2 separate regions of the Mus musculus genome follow, and region 2 is linked to region 1. The links are chromatin contacts, called in public HiChIP or PLAC-seq maps. All regions are on one chromosome and are shown on one strand. Each heading gives the region's core, a stretch centred on a gene start, on an enhancer-like site or on the middle of the called end of the contact. The rest is flanking DNA. Distances are from core to core; before and after follow the strand shown. Region 1 overlaps Piezo1 (piezo-type mechanosensitive ion channel component 1). Region 2 holds the start of 2810013P06Rik (RIKEN cDNA 2810013P06 gene).

Region 1 (7,377 bases), core at 1,519-4,018:
AGGGGACCTAACATCCTCACATAGACATACACCCAGGCAAAATATCAATGCAATTAAATAGATAAATAAAATTTTTTAAAGATTTATTTATTTATTTTATATATGTGAGCACACTGTAGCTGAATAGATGGTTGTGAGTCTTCATGTGGTTGTTGAGAATTGATTTTTTTTTTTTTTTTTTTTTTTTGAGACAGGGTTTCTCTGTATAGTCCTGGCTGTCCTGGAACTCACTTTGTAGACCAGGGTGGCCTTGAACTCAGAAATTCTCCTGCCTCTGCCTCCTGAGTGCTGGGATTAAAGGCGTGCACCACCACGCCCGGCTATTGATTTTTCTTTTTTCTTTTTTTTTTTTAAGGACCTCTGCTCACTCCAGTCAACTTTATTCACTCAATCCCTGCTTGCTTGCTCCGGCCCAAAGATTTATTTATTATTATACATAAGTACACTGTAGCTAACTTCAGATGTACCAGAAGAGGATATCAGAACTCATTATGGGTGGTTGTGAACCACCATGTAGTTGCTGGGATTTGAACTCAGGACCTTCAGAAGAGCAGTCAGTGCTCTTAACTACTGAGCCATGTCTTCAGCCCAATAAGAACTTTTATTGAAAATAAACAAACATAACCAAGAACCTGCCCATATATCTGATCTTTGTAAAGAGATAGGAAGGCTCTGAGGGTCCACATGATCTCTGTATGAGGGGGCCCAGAGTCATCTTACGAATACCTCTCTGAAATGGCTTGTTTGGTGTGTCAACTTGACACAAGAGTCATCAGAGCAGAAGGAGCCTCAGTTGAAGAAATATCTCCATGAGATATAGTTGCAGGGGATTTTCTAAATCATTGATTGATGGAGGAGGGCCCAGCCCATTGTGAGTGAGGCCATCCCTGGGCTGGTGGTCCTGGGTTCTATAAAAAAGCAGGCTGAGCAAGCCATGGGGAGCAAGCCAGTAAGCAGCACCCTCCATGGCCTCTGCATCAGGTCCTGCTCCAGGTTCCTGTCCTGCTTGGAGCTTCTCCAGTGAAAGCTGAATAAACCCTTTCCTCCCCAGCTTGCTTTATGGCCATGGTGTTTTGTGGCAGCAATAAAAACCATAGCTAAGGAGGGCTGTGGTGGCGTACGCCTTTAATCCCAGCACTCGGGAGGCAGAGGCAAGCAGATTTCTGAGCTTGAGCCCAGCCTGGTCTACAGAGTGAGTTCCAGGACAGCCAGGGCTACACAGAGAAACCCTGTCTCAAAACTCAAAACAAAACAACAAAGAGTTTAAACTTGACATCTCCTTTCTCATAAGAAGAATGCTGCCACACATTACCACAATCACAGAAGTGAAGGGCAGGGAGGGCCACAAGCTATCTTCCTCCCAGAGCATACAGAGGTTACCAGATTAGACACCTAGTTGGGCCTGGTGCCTCAGGCCTGGGATCTCAGCTACACAGGATGCTGAGGCAGGAGGATCCCAAGTTCCAGCCTGGCCTGGGATACTCAGCAAGACCTTGTTGTCTCAAAATAAAAAATAAAAATGGCTAGAGGCCAGGTGTGGCAGTGCACGCTTACCCTGGAAGCACTTGGGAGGCCAAGGCCGGAGGAGCTGGTGGGCGGAGAATCAGGTGAGGTCACCCTCAGCTGCCTAGGGAATTCAAGGACAGCGGAGGTCACACAAGACCTGACAGGAGGTGTGACCTAGTGCCTCTGTGATAGACCACTTGCCTAACATGTATGAAATTCTAGGATCAACGACCACAAAATACCTAAGTATATCAACCACACTAAACCCGGATCTTCAGCTCTAGGGAAGCGCCCTGCTAGATCCTGCCCTCTGCCATCCCCAGATGGCTGCATGAAGTACAAAGGAGGGGACCAGATAACTGCTGCTGAGCAGGACAGCTGCAGGACTGGGGGGTGGGGTCCTGACCCACACCCTAGCTGCTCCCTGCCACCCGTTGGGATTCCGGGTCTCCTGCCTGCCTTATTTGGCCTGGGCTGCAACTATAAACACTTCTGGGTGAGATTTCGGCCAGTGGGTGGGGCCAGGCAGAGGAGGAAGAGGAAGGAGGAGAATTCCAGCAGCAGCTAGAAGCTGCGCGCTGGGAGTCCGGAGTCAATGAAGCCTAGTGGCCACACCTGCCACCCCCCAGGAAGGCTGAAAGCAAAAACTTAAGCCAAACCAGGCCCAGAAGGCTCTGGCCAATCCCCCTTCCTGGAAGAGGAGGGTTGGTACAGTCAGCTGAGGGCACATGAGGAAGCCAGCTGCCCGGACTTGTTCCTAAAGCTTGGGACTAAGGCTCCTAGACTGGGTTAGCCTGGGCAGTGTGGCTGGATATCTTAGCACCTTTGATCAGGCCCAGGTGCAGCCAGCAGGAAAGAGGGTCAGTCAAGCCTAAGGTGCATTTTGCTCCTTTGAAGCTGTCCTCACTTGTCACTTCTACAGCCCCAGGGAGACACTGAGCCTGGCAGCCATGCGAAGTCATGGTAATTTCAGCGCTAGCCACCGTCTGTTCAGATACATCCAATCTGGCTGGCCCCTTCTCCGAGTTATTCCTGATCTGCTGGAGACAGGAAAGGCAAGGGGGTTGAGGATGCCTAGCTGACGGACGCCCACCTCTTCAGGCTCCAAAGCCGACGTGAAGCGCAGGGACAGTTTCAAAGCACATTGTGGATACAGAGCTCTAATCGGATCTGTTTCCTTCTGTTAGAGAAGAAAGTGATGCCCCTTGTGGGAGACAGACAAGAGCAGTCAGGAGGGCGTGTGGACCAGTCCTGGCTGATCGAGGAGAGGGGTCGAGTCGGGAGCTGCCTCAGCCTGAAGCAGCCGGGGTTGGGAGAGGCACAGGGACTTCATTTTACCTACTTGGAGCCCGGCCAAACTGCCTGGGCTCTGGGAGCACTTGGAGCATTTAATTACCATAGTGTTGGGGGTTTAATTAGTGCGACGCGTCTGGGAACCGTGGTTTCACGGCTCAGCTGACCTGCATGGGGTGGGTCGAGTCATTCTGGCTCTCTCTCTCAACACCGAGGGTGGCCTGGTAGCCATAATACCAGTAAGAGAACCCATGGACACATAGTCACATACTCCCATCTGAACAGCTAGTCAACTTTTATGTTTCCCTCAGCCCACAGTGACCTTGTCATACTTTGAGGAAGTCGCAGAGCAAGAGGGGACAGGCTGAGATGAGGTAGGTTATACAGGTAACAAACAGGAGGTAAGGCTGAATATGGACGCCCGGAGGAGGTGGGAGGGAGGGATGCCCACTGCCCAGCGAGCTGGACATGGCCCGCAAGGCACTGTGGTTCCTCGGCTCTCGGCTTCTCCCTAACTTGGAGCAACTCCACAGTATCCACTCCTAGCAGAGCAGGTCAGAGGTGCTGAAGGCAGTGAATGCCCAGAAGACCAGCAGGAAATGGCTTGGTGCTGAGCCCTGGCTCTCAACCAGGGCTGCATCAGGCAAAGAGATCAAGGATGGATGATACAGCTACTGCTGGCACCAGAGACAAGCTGGCAGAGGGATGCTTGCCTCCCACCCCAAACTTCTCAGGACAGCCCAGAGACCAGAGACAGAGAAGACACGAGGAGAAACTCAATCCGACCGTGACAGGTCCTCTTCCCAGCAGATGCTGCGTTGGTCCCAGTTAGTCAGTCAGCTAACTAACTGGGGACCCTGCTCACAGTCTCCCCCCCTAAACAACCCACAATGCCTATCACACAGAGGCACAGTCTGTACTCTATGCGAGTCGCTTGGAGGTATGAGACTGAAGCCACCCAAAGCTGACCTACCCACAGGCGACAACTATCAACAAAAGAGGAGAGAACTCAGGGTACAGGGTGGGCCCCATTCCGTATCAGCCATCCCCACCCACTCCTCCCTGGAGGGAGGAAGCCAGACCTATCTGCAGCCATCTCTACTGGCTGTCACAGGTAAACAGGCCGGGTAGCACATGGGCAGGGCCCTGGGAAGTACATGGGTGCAGAAAATAGTCCCTATCCCATTTGGGAGGGAGTTGGCCCGCAGAACTGTCCCTCCTGAAGGTGACACCCTCCTCACAGACCACTTGGAGCTCAGAGGGTCTTCGCCCTCAGCAGGAAGCTGAAGAAGGGGCTGGTCCTGGCCCTGTATACTGTGTACCACTGACAAATTTAGCCTCGGACTGGGAGTTCTTCCCTTAATACACCGTGAGCTCTCCAGAGCCTGGAGCAAGTCTGGTGAGCCGCTCGCAGAGCCTCCACCAGGGTCAGTCCTGTCCACTTCCCTGACCACATGTTACCTCTCCCCAGATCGTAGCTACTCAAGAGCTCCCACTAACTGGAGTAAATTGTGTATCCAGGTCTCCCAGCTGAGCTGTGAAGGGCACGGGCTGAGCTGTGAAGCCACCACGTGGCTTACACAGGGAGGAGAAGCAACGGCCTAGCAAACCACGGAAGGCTTTCCTAGGTAGAGCCTCCCTTTCCCTACCCAATGCCTGCCATCTGTCAGATGAGGGAAACTGAGGCACTGTGGGCACGGCCCCTCCACAGCTTCACCTACTCCTCTAGACACTACATCTGTCTGGAGAAAAACAAAACAAAACAAAAACCAAACAAGCCAAACAAAAGAACCGGGCCAGGGCATGATCAGTTTCTTGATCCACTAGCAACAAGCACACATATGCCTTGGGCTCTTTCCTAGGAGCACAGAGACCCTGAGACCCCACTACAGACATCCCAGTGCGGGACGTTCACACCGCTCCCAGGTGACTGTGGTCAGTGGTCAATTGCAATTCTCCCACTAGAGCCATCTGAGAGTACCTCAGAGGTTGCCATGGAAGAGGCAAACTGAAGCAGGGTGGCCATAGACCCTGCCCCAGGACCTGAGTATGGGTGTGGGACCTGATGTCACCCAGAGTTCCACGTTATGATTCAAACCTGCCCAGTGCCCAGCTGGTAAATTGCAGCCAACAGGATGAAGCCAGCACGGTAGCTCTTGAATGTTCAGAGATGACATAGTTGGGTTCCAGGTCCCTCAGGGGCTTTGTGACTGCCAGTCTGAGCATGTAAGAGGCTCCTTAGTGAGCCGGCCAGGCTCCAAACTCAGGGTGAGCCCCTGAGTCTCTATAAACCTGGGAAAGACATCTCTGGCCTTACCTCTTCTCTCAAAGGATGGGGGTGCTCTAACAAGACAAGTGGGGTGGGGAGCATCCCCTGGACAAAGCACTGAGCAACCCCAGTCACTTGCTGAGAAAGGAATAGGTTACCACAGGCAATTTCCCTACAGAGTGGACAGCACATTCCAGAAGCCTCTTGAACCACACTGATTAGCATGGAAGGGCTGGCCTTTCGCTCTGCTCTGCGTAAACAACCCAGCTCCTGACCTGAAGGCACTGCCCCCAGAATTCCAAGCTGCCAGAAGGCAGGATTCCTCACTGCCAGCTAAGCAGGGTACCTGAAGAGGGTGGAGAGGCTTCGGAAACCTAGACTACACTCTGCAGTGCCTGGCCCACCCCCCTGGACCTCTCTGAGCCAGACTAGTTCCTCTGTCACCACAGCTCCACGCTCATATTCTGAGGCTGTGGCACAAGTCTGGGCCCCACAATTCTCACAGCGGAAACCTCCCTGAGACTGACACTCAACAGTGTCTCTCAGAACTGCACTAGTGAGACTGCTCTGGCCTCAGACAAGAGCAGCGGCTCCCTTTCCTCCAGAGAGGGCACTGGCCCACTGGCACTGCCCTGGCCCAGGCTGTGGAAGTCACAAAAGAATGTCTACAGCTCTAACCCCGGATACCTGCAGCCCAGAGGGAGCTTGCCCACAATGGCAGGAAGAACACTAGACCACAAATAGGTCAGTATGAGATCCAGATCTGCCACAAATACAGGTCAGGTGTGGCTGTGCGCACCTGTCATGTTGGCACTAGGGAAGTTGAGGCAGGAGGATTGTTGTGAGTTTAAGGCTAGCCTAGTCTACATGGAAAGTGCCAAGCAAGCTTGGGATACAAAGTGAGACCCAGTCCCCAAACAAACAAAAACAATACAGGTAACCTCGATACCCAGGATAGACTGGTTCTGGGACCCTTGAATGCAGGGAGCATGCCGTTCATGCCCCTTTAATAAAGTGCTTTGCCCAGAGCCTACGGCCATCTTCCCTTCTCCAGTACTCTAGATTACTCACAATACCTAACACGACATACATGTACCACAAACAGTCATTAGACTGAGTTGTTCAGGAATAAAGACAACAAAAACAGTCTGTGCAGTTTAGTAGAAAGGCAATTACCATGACCTCAGAGCAGAGGAACAAGACCAGAGGTTCTCACACACAGAATTTGCAAAAAGTGAGGCCCAACAACAGGAGATGCCCAATGGGTCCTGTGGTTACACAGTAATAAGGAACAAGGGCAGCCAGGTGTGGTGGCGCATGCCTTTAATCCCAGCACTTAGGAGGCAGAGACAGGCAAATCTGGGTTCAAGGCCAGCCTGGTCTACAGAGTGAGCTACACAGAGGAACCCTACCTGGGGGGAGGGAGGCAGTGGGGGTGGAGTGGGGGACAAGGAGGGCCAAGACTCACCTTTAGAAGTCTATGGTTTCCCAAGGCCATGGTGAACAATAACCCATGTATATATAGGAAGCATCCGTCAGGATGAGTCCTCTAGGGGCACTAGAGGCAGACATAGTGGGTGGGTGGGTCTGGACTGTGGGACTTCAGCAGAGGGAGCTCCTCACAGGCAAAGATGATAGGGCAGGACCTGCTGTGAGGCACTGGGTGTCAATCACAGAACAGGATCCCTCACTGGGCACATGGCCACATGCCCCACTCTCTGTTTGGCTATGCCTAGGTTAAGTGTCACCCATCATGGAGAACACAAGTCCTCAAGGCCTCTTCAACTGCACACGAGAGCCCATGGAAATGCGGAATCTTAATGTCTTGGTCAGTGTGCTGTTGCTGGGAGACACCATGGCCAAGGCAACACATGGAAGAGTTTACTGAGGCTTACTCTTAGAGGGTTAGAGTCCAGGTCAGAGCAAGGAGCGTGGTAACAGGCAGGCAGGCAGGCAGGCAGGCAGGCAGGCATGGTGCCACTGGAGCAGTAGCTTACACCTGATCTGCAAGCATGAGGCAGAGAGCTGACTGGGAAGAGTCTTTTGAAACCTCAAAGCCCACCCCCAGTGACACACCCCACCTCCAACAAGGCCATGCCTCTTAATCCTTCCCAAAAACTTCCACCAACTGCAGACCAAGTATTAAAATACAGGAGCCTGGGGGCTGATGAGATGGCTCAGCAAGTAAGAGCACTGACTGCTCTCCCGAAGGTCCTGAGTTCAAATCCCAGCAACCACATGGTGGCTCACAACCACTCGTAATGAGATCTGACGCCCTCTTCTGGTGCTGTCTGAAAACAGCTACAGTG
Region 2 (7,377 bases), core at 3,206-5,705, 520 kb after region 1:
CTTCCAGAGGTCCTGAGTTCAATTCCCAGCAACCACAAAACCATCTGTAATGGGATCTGATGCCCTCTTCTGGTGTGTGTCTGAAGACAACTATGATGTACTCCTATACATTAAATAAATAAATAAATAAATAAATACTATTTTTTTTTTAAAAAAGAATCATCTCAACAGAAGTTTGTCACAGAATCAGGTTGTCTGTTTTTTTGCTGTTGCTGGGTTTGTTTGTTTGTTTGTTTGTGAGGTGGTTGTTAAAGGCTTGGGTTTGTTGGTTGTGGGCTTTTTTTCCCTTGAACATTTACATATCTATCTTGTGGCTCTGTGCCATTCAAAGCATGCAAAAGTCAAAGGACAACTTGAGGGAATCAGTTCTTGTTACCGTGTAGGACTTAGGGATCAAAGTCAGGTCATCAGGCTTGGCAGCACGAGAGAGCAAATGACTACAGGATGAGCCATTTCACAAGCCCTAGTTTTGGTTTTCTGAGACAGAATCTTGAGTTCACAACAGCCTATAACTGCTATGTAGACAACCATGACCTTGAACTCCTTCTCCTGACCCAACCCCTCAAGCACTAGTATTGTAAGAATTCACCAGCTCACAATAGTAAATTTGATGCTTATCATAAAAACAGTATTTGTAGTTCTATCATATTTTTTATTGTTTGAGGGCGCTGGTGTTCAGGAAACCTGGGTGGTAGTGCATACCTGCAACATCCTAGCATTGGTGATGATGAGAGGAAGACTAGAATTTCAAGGTTATAGTCTGCTAAATAGAAGTTCAAGGCCAGCATGGGCCACTTGAGACTGTCAAAAAAAGATGGTTTGGGTGTGTTTAAAAATGAACTACAAGAAAAAAATGAACAGGATAAATAATAATTTAAAAATACAGAATAGCAAAAACAGCTTTGTATTTAAATACAAAGCTGAATTTCAGTCTAGCGTAAGAGGTACCACAAATATCTACCAAACAAACAAGCCACTTAATAAAAATATCTATAGGAATTAATGAAGTAGTCATTAAAGTGGATCATTTTCTAAGCCTAAAAGATTTTCCATGCCAATTATCCAACTGCCTGAGTTCCGGAGCTGAGGACTGACACTCTCTTTCATATAGCTTTAAGACAAAACTGAAAAAGCTGAATTGGACAGAAATTCCATTTGAAATTCAAATGAGAACACAAACTGAAAACATTTCAAGACAATAACTCCTAGTGATGTGAGTTCATTCGATTTTTGTTTAAAGTTATCACCAGTGCCATGCTCCGTCTCCGAGCACCGCCTAAGCAGCAGTACTAAGCGGCCCAGTGTGCGGGTGGACACGCCACGCATCATCACTGTCACCTATTAACTAGCAAGTGTCTCGCTATTACGAGGAGCTCACCCATTACACTTGCCATGTGAGGGATGAAGGGACTTACATGGGGTAATGGACAGATCAAAACACTTATTTTGGCAACAAATGCAGATTATTCTCTGAACCAGCGTTTACTGATGCTTTCTAATTATGGCATTTAATTGATGGTGGGCTCACTGCCAATATGCAAAACAACCCTCCTCTTATATGTGATGAACTTAGGTATCCAAGGCACACACACACACACACAAAGCTTCTAGAAAAAAATGTTCTTACATACATGCAGCATAGTTCAACTCTACTTGTAGAAAGTTCTTCTTGTCACTGACCCAACACTGCATTATAGCTAATATGACAGGCACTAGTCATCAGCAGCCCATCTGGTTTAGTGAGATGAAAGACTGACAGAGCAGCAGGACTGACATGGCTAACCTAGAGAAAAGCATCTCACAGAAACATGCAGGTTCAAAGGCTGGTAGAAAGTTAGACTGGTCAGAGAGGAATTCTAAACTAGGTGACACTTTAAGGGAACTTCTGGCAAATTTTGCTGTGTATTGTTTACCACAGGAGGACAAAGGGAAGACAAGAAAAAGAAACACTCCTAAAAGAATCAAGCTAAGGTCAAATTTAGCGGTATCTTTTGGGTTGCTTTTCAAGGAATGCACGAGGCAAGCACAAAGAAGAGAAAAATGTCATAGCAACTTGGCCTTTGTTCCCTCCCATCCCATTCCATTCAGGATGGCCAGCCTATCACGGGAGATCCTGCTCTTAAGCGTGAAACTACAGAAAGGAGAACAACAGCTGAATGGAGTGTGGGGGAGGAAACACCAGCTATATGGAGATCCAATCCAAGGGTCACAATCAAAGTTAAGCAAGGCATTTTTGTTTTAGGTATAGCTGCAAAGTGACATTGGAGTATTTGTGCAATCATTTCAAAAGACACAGACAGAACTCTAGTCTTCAGAGCAGCTAGTGCTCCAAAAAGAAATAAAGGTCTCAGGGCAACAAGTACCATTCTCCGAGACTCTACCATGGAACTACCCAAATTATACCACTGACTAGGACTGCACACAGCAAAACACAGTAACTGTTTCCATAGCTTTCTCCACAACCCATTATCACCTACAGTCTTTGCTGAGTTAAGTCTCCTTATCCCTCATAGGCAACCCAACAGCCTAAGTAAAATTTTACGTACAAATGTGCACTTCTATTCAGTAGTTGAATGGAAGAACGTGTTGAATGGAAAGTGTTCAAAGGACCACAGAAAACTCACCAAATAGGTACAAAAACCAAATTTTTCTACCGGAAAATTTGTAAAACTGCCCAGTTTTCTCAAGTGGGTGTAAAACTTCTCACGACTGCAGAAACCACTGTGAAACATGAGAACTATACACATGTAACTAGATTTCGGAGCATACAGCCTTCCTGTGAACCAGCTTAACCTTCACCAGTCTTCCAAACCCCAGACGAGCTTTCCAGAAACATAACAAAAACAGAAAAACCTACAGGAGCACCAGGTAAAGACAAGGCCTTGAGAAAAAAAATGAGACTCCACACCAAGCCACATACATAGGAACTGAACCGCACATCCGTCTGTGAAGGGGCTAGATCCATGTGGCAGGGCCAACCCTGCACACACGTACACACACACACGGGCGCGCGCGCGCACACACACACACGCACACACACACACACACACACGCACACACACTCTCGCAGCTACCGCCTTGCCAGGGGATGATGAAATGAGGAACGGAAATTAACATTTCAGGCAACGTCTCACATTGTTCCTTGAGGCCAAAGGCTGCTCCTGCAGCCGTCGCCTACACCGCTTTCCTCCCACTCTCCCCCCCGAGTCCCGCCTTCCCCTCCCCCAGACGCCCCCCGCCGCCCCGCATTCCTGCCCCCACTCGGGCCTGCGCGCCTCCGCACCCCGCAGCTCCAGGTCCCCGGCTCGCCCGCCCCCTCCGGCTCGGCTCGCAGCCCGAGGGCCGCCTGCTCCCATTTCAAAACACGATAATAATAGGGACGCTGGGAATAACAACTACCACCAGCCCGGCGACGGAGCCCCTCCCGAGGGTCAGAGGTCGGCGCCCCGCGCCACTGAGGACCCCAGGGACTCCCGGGAGCCCGCCGTCGTCCTCACAGCGTCCCGGGACCCACTAACGCACCATCGACCCTCGCTCAAGGCCCGCCCTCGGTCCTCACGGCCGCCACAGCCCACCCCGGAGCCCTTCCTTAGCCTCTCTCGGCCGCCCGACCCCCGGGACGCCCCGAGGCCGGCCTCGGAGCCCGCCCTCGGCCCCTCATGGTCGCTCGCAGGACCCCCGCGGCCCACCGACCGGCCTCTCGCGGCGCACGGCCCGCCCCGGGGCACCCGCGGCGGCGGGCAGCGGAGGAGGCCTGCAGGCCGCAAGGCCGCAGGAACGCCCGACGCCCTCCCCGACCACCACCCCCCAGGTCCCCGGCGCCTCTCACCCGGCTCCGAGGGCGACGCGGCTCCGCGGCGGAACGGCGGCGGGGCGCGGGCGCTGCCCATGCAGCCCGCGGCCGCGTTTCCCGGGCCGCGCGGCCCGGGCGGGAAGGCGGCGTCGGCGCGCGGGCTGGAGGCTGCGGCGAGTGCGGGGCCGGCGGGATGCAAGCCCGCCCTCGGCGTGCAGGAGCTCACGCGGGGCCGCGGCGCTCGCGCGGACGCTACTGCGGGGGCGTCTGGCCGCGGACTCCGCCGCGGCGCCTCCCCGGCTGGGGCCCTCGGTCCATCGCGCTCTGTCGCGGGCGGCCTCTGGCTCCAGGACCCAGCGGTGGCTGCGGCGGGCGCCGGCCGCATGAGAGCCTCCCGCCCATTGGCTCGCCGTATCCGCCACCGCCATTGGCCCGCCCCGCAGAGCGGCAGGGGCCGCTTACGTCACGTCGGAGAGGAAATGCGATGCCGGGGTGAAAGGGCTCAGACGGCCCGACGGCTTCCGTAACAGGCACGGGGCGGCGCTAGGGAGACGTCCGGGAATGATTGGCATCCGTGCGTAGGAGACCCAGGCGGAGAAAGCCGCTGGATTGGCTGACCTCCCTGCCACGGGACACGACGATTGGCCCTACTCGGTGCCGGAAGTGATGAGGCCGCGGTCTGGAAACAAGGTTGTTGTCGAAGGAGCCAGAAGGTGGGAGCCGGCTTGTACCGGCTGGCCTTGCGCTGCGGACGCGAGGTCGTGTGTCGCCTGTGAGCCTGTGTGAGCTTCGAGAATGTGTGTCTCTAGCCGGCAGGAGGCTCTTGCAGGAGCAAAGGCAGCCGGGATGATGGCCGCGAAGGAGAAAGGCGGCCTCGGCCCCCACCCGCGATCCGGCTCTTTCCTGGAGGTGTTCCTGGACTGCGCTTCGCTCCGAGTCCCGTGAGCCACGTTAGCAACCGGGATGTGGTGAGCTCCAGACTCTGCCCGGAGGTTTCCTTAGACACCGCGCGCGCTTCAGCCGCCTCCCTTCCCCGGCTCCAGAACTTCACCGCGATGGTTCATGAAACAACAACAACAACAAAAAAAAAGGTTGACGAACCTCAGAGCTAGGCAGCAAAGTCGCATCGTCATGTGCCTGATTGTTTGAATTTACAGAACGCGGAAAAAGTTTAATGATGGTTTGCGTTAGTAGTGATTTGGTTTGCAAACGAGCTAAAAATTCGAATCCCAGCGCTGTAGTGACCGAGACAGGCGTATCCGGAGCTCAGAGTACATTGTTGTGAACATTTCGAGTTCAAGATTTGAGTTCCATGAAACCTTTGTCTCAGAAAAATGCATAAAGTAATTGTGACGAGTCTGATATGTTGGTATAGGCTTTTTATCCCGGTACTTAGGCAGAGGCAGGCTGGATCTCTGAGTTCCGGGCCAGCTAGGGCTACACAGTGAAAGCCAATTTCATAATATAATAAAATATAAAATAACAAGTAACCAGGGCTGGAGAGATGGCTCGGCGGCTAAGAGCACGTGCTGCCCTTCTCGGCACCCACCTCAGACAGCTTCACAGCCACCTTCAGAGGACTTGACATCTTCTGACTTTTCAGGAACTCACACCCGAGTAGAGTACTCACACATATAGACTACATATAAATCTTTTAAAGTAAATGGGACCTGGGGAGATGACCTGTCGGTCAAAAGCACTCACTGGCTGCTCTTCCAGAGGATCTGGGTTCGATTCCCGGCATCTGTAACTCCTGTTCTAGAAGATCTAACATTGTCTAGGGGCTCCCCAAACATGCACTAGTACACATACATATACACAGAAAAAAAATACGCTTCTGCACAGAAAAAAATCTACAAAAAAAAAGTTTTAAGTAGTCAAACTTCCAGCCTTGTCCTATTTAAAGAGCATCTGTGTATTTGTGAACCAGAAAAGCTAAGTGACTAAAATCAATATTTATACTTCTTTGTTTTGTTTTGTTTTTGACTTTTGGGGTTTTGTTTGTTTGTTTGAGACAAGTTTTCTCTGTGGAGCCCTGGCCTTCCTGGAAATAGTTCTGTAGAGGGTTTGGGTGTTTTGTTTTGTTTGTCTGTATAAACAAAGTCTTTACAGAGCACAGATTATGAAATCATGGGATTGCACATCCCGGAGTGATGGGACCTTAGAGGTGACCTTTCTTCCCTATTTGAAGCAAATACAGAGTTTAGAGGACATGGTATGATAAAAACTGCCCTGCCCCTGTTCAAAATTCCAGCTTTGTGATGAGTAGCTGTCCTTGTAACCATGGACACTTCAACTTTTGGTTATTTTCCTGGGTAAACAGGAACAACAGATGGTGTCAATTTCATCAACATGGGACGAAGAGGATGTGAAACCTGTAAAATACATGAGCGCCTACATAAAGAAAAGCTGTCTGCTGGAGTGTACTGTGTGTATATTGTGTGGGAAGGCAGAGGACCTCTTTGTGGAGTTAGTTCTCTCCTTCGAACTTTAATGTTTCAAGGATCATAGACTCCAGGGCTGGAGAGATGGCTCGAGCGCTAGCTGCTCTTCCAGAAGTCCTGAGTTCAGTTCCCAGCAACCACATGGTGGCTCACAACCATCTCTGGTGAGTTCTGATGCCCTGTTCCGGTGTGTCTGAGGACAGCTACAGTGTACTCATATACATTAATAAATCTTTTTTAAAAATACTCATGTTTTACCTGCTGCTGTGCCATTGTCCCAGCCCAGAGATTTTTTTGTTTGTTTTTTTAAAAAAGTGGGCTAGAGCCGGGCATGGTGGCGCACACCTTTGCTTGGGAGGTATTGCGTCCCACTTGACCGGCAAGAAAGACGCAACAAACTGGAATCTTCCACGGCAAAAGCTTTATTGCTTACTTCTTCAGGAAGACCCCGAACCGGGAAAATGGCGCCGCTTTTATAGCCCACAGCGTGACGTTTCAGCACCTGATATGGCGTGACAGCTCCTCATTCGTTGCTCGCCCATCACCCCACTATTATGCCCCGATAATGGGAGTGACTGGGAGTGAGTTCACTCTCGCACCACCTGTGTACAAGGCTTGTTTACTAGTTAGGCACAGCGGAGGCCAGCACCATCTTATAATGGCGATTGCTCGCAGCACGGCTCTCCACAGGGAGGCAGAGGCAGGCAGATTTCTGAGTTGGAGGCCAGCCTGGTCTACAGAGTGAGTTCCAGGACAGCCAGGGCTATACAGAGAAACCCTGTCTCGAAAAACCAAAAAAAAAAAAAAAGTGAGTCTGTATTCAGGCCTCGCGGTACACACCTGTGGTCCTAGCACTTGGAAGCAGATGGCTCAGGAGCTCAAGACCAGCCTCTCAGCTGCACAGGGGGGGAGGGGCGGCGGGACACGACAACATTGATAGTGTGCTTGCCTAAGATGTATGCTGTGTGTTAAAGCTTACACCTCTGGCTGATAGCACTTAGAGGCAGATAACTAGAGTCTCCCTCCATAATTGAGGCTGGTCTCAAACTCTAGAGCAGTGGTTCTCAACCTTTATAGGAAGCATTAGTGCTGTGGCCCTTTAACCGTCCCTCATGGTGTGATTACCCTCAATCACAATAT

What was found. HiChIP or PLAC-seq counts read pairs in DNA pulled down with a chosen protein or histone mark.
Region 2: a contact with region 1 is called in an H3K4me3 HiChIP or PLAC-seq map of stem cell-derived neural progenitor cells, with 2.4 times the contacts expected there. The contact joins the promoter of 2810013P06Rik here to the enhancer-like site in region 1. A contact is called at or near these places in 6 of 39 promoter capture datasets (cranial neural crest, fetal liver, hippocampal neurons and 3 more), 1 of 484 Hi-C or Micro-C datasets (embryonic stem cells) and 8 of 115 datasets of contacts at active chromatin or transcription factors (craniofacial prominence, embryonic forebrain, embryonic stem cells and 2 more).

Annotation. Positions count from the first base shown.
Region 1 is chr8:122,521,348-122,528,724 of GRCm38.p6, forward strand. The region is part of intron 1 of Piezo1 (piezo-type mechanosensitive ion channel component 1); the gene reads right to left. Among named protein-coding and RNA genes, the nearest start is that of Gm26497, 4.4 kb to the left of the region's middle. Within about 2 kb of position 2,769, at least 61 of the 459 cell types and tissues checked have an H3K27ac peak or open chromatin away from gene starts, as enhancers often do. A contact at or near this core is called in fetal liver and stem cell-derived neural progenitor cells, where this site is marked.
Region 2 is chr8:123,038,120-123,045,496 of GRCm38.p6, forward strand. 2810013P06Rik (RIKEN cDNA 2810013P06 gene) reads left to right here and starts at 4,456. Exons shown (of 1, transcript NR_045268.1): 1 at 4,456-6,483. It overlaps Ankrd11 (ankyrin repeat domain 11), which reads right to left and starts at 4,165. Exons shown (of 13, transcript NM_001081379.2): 1 at 3,830-4,165.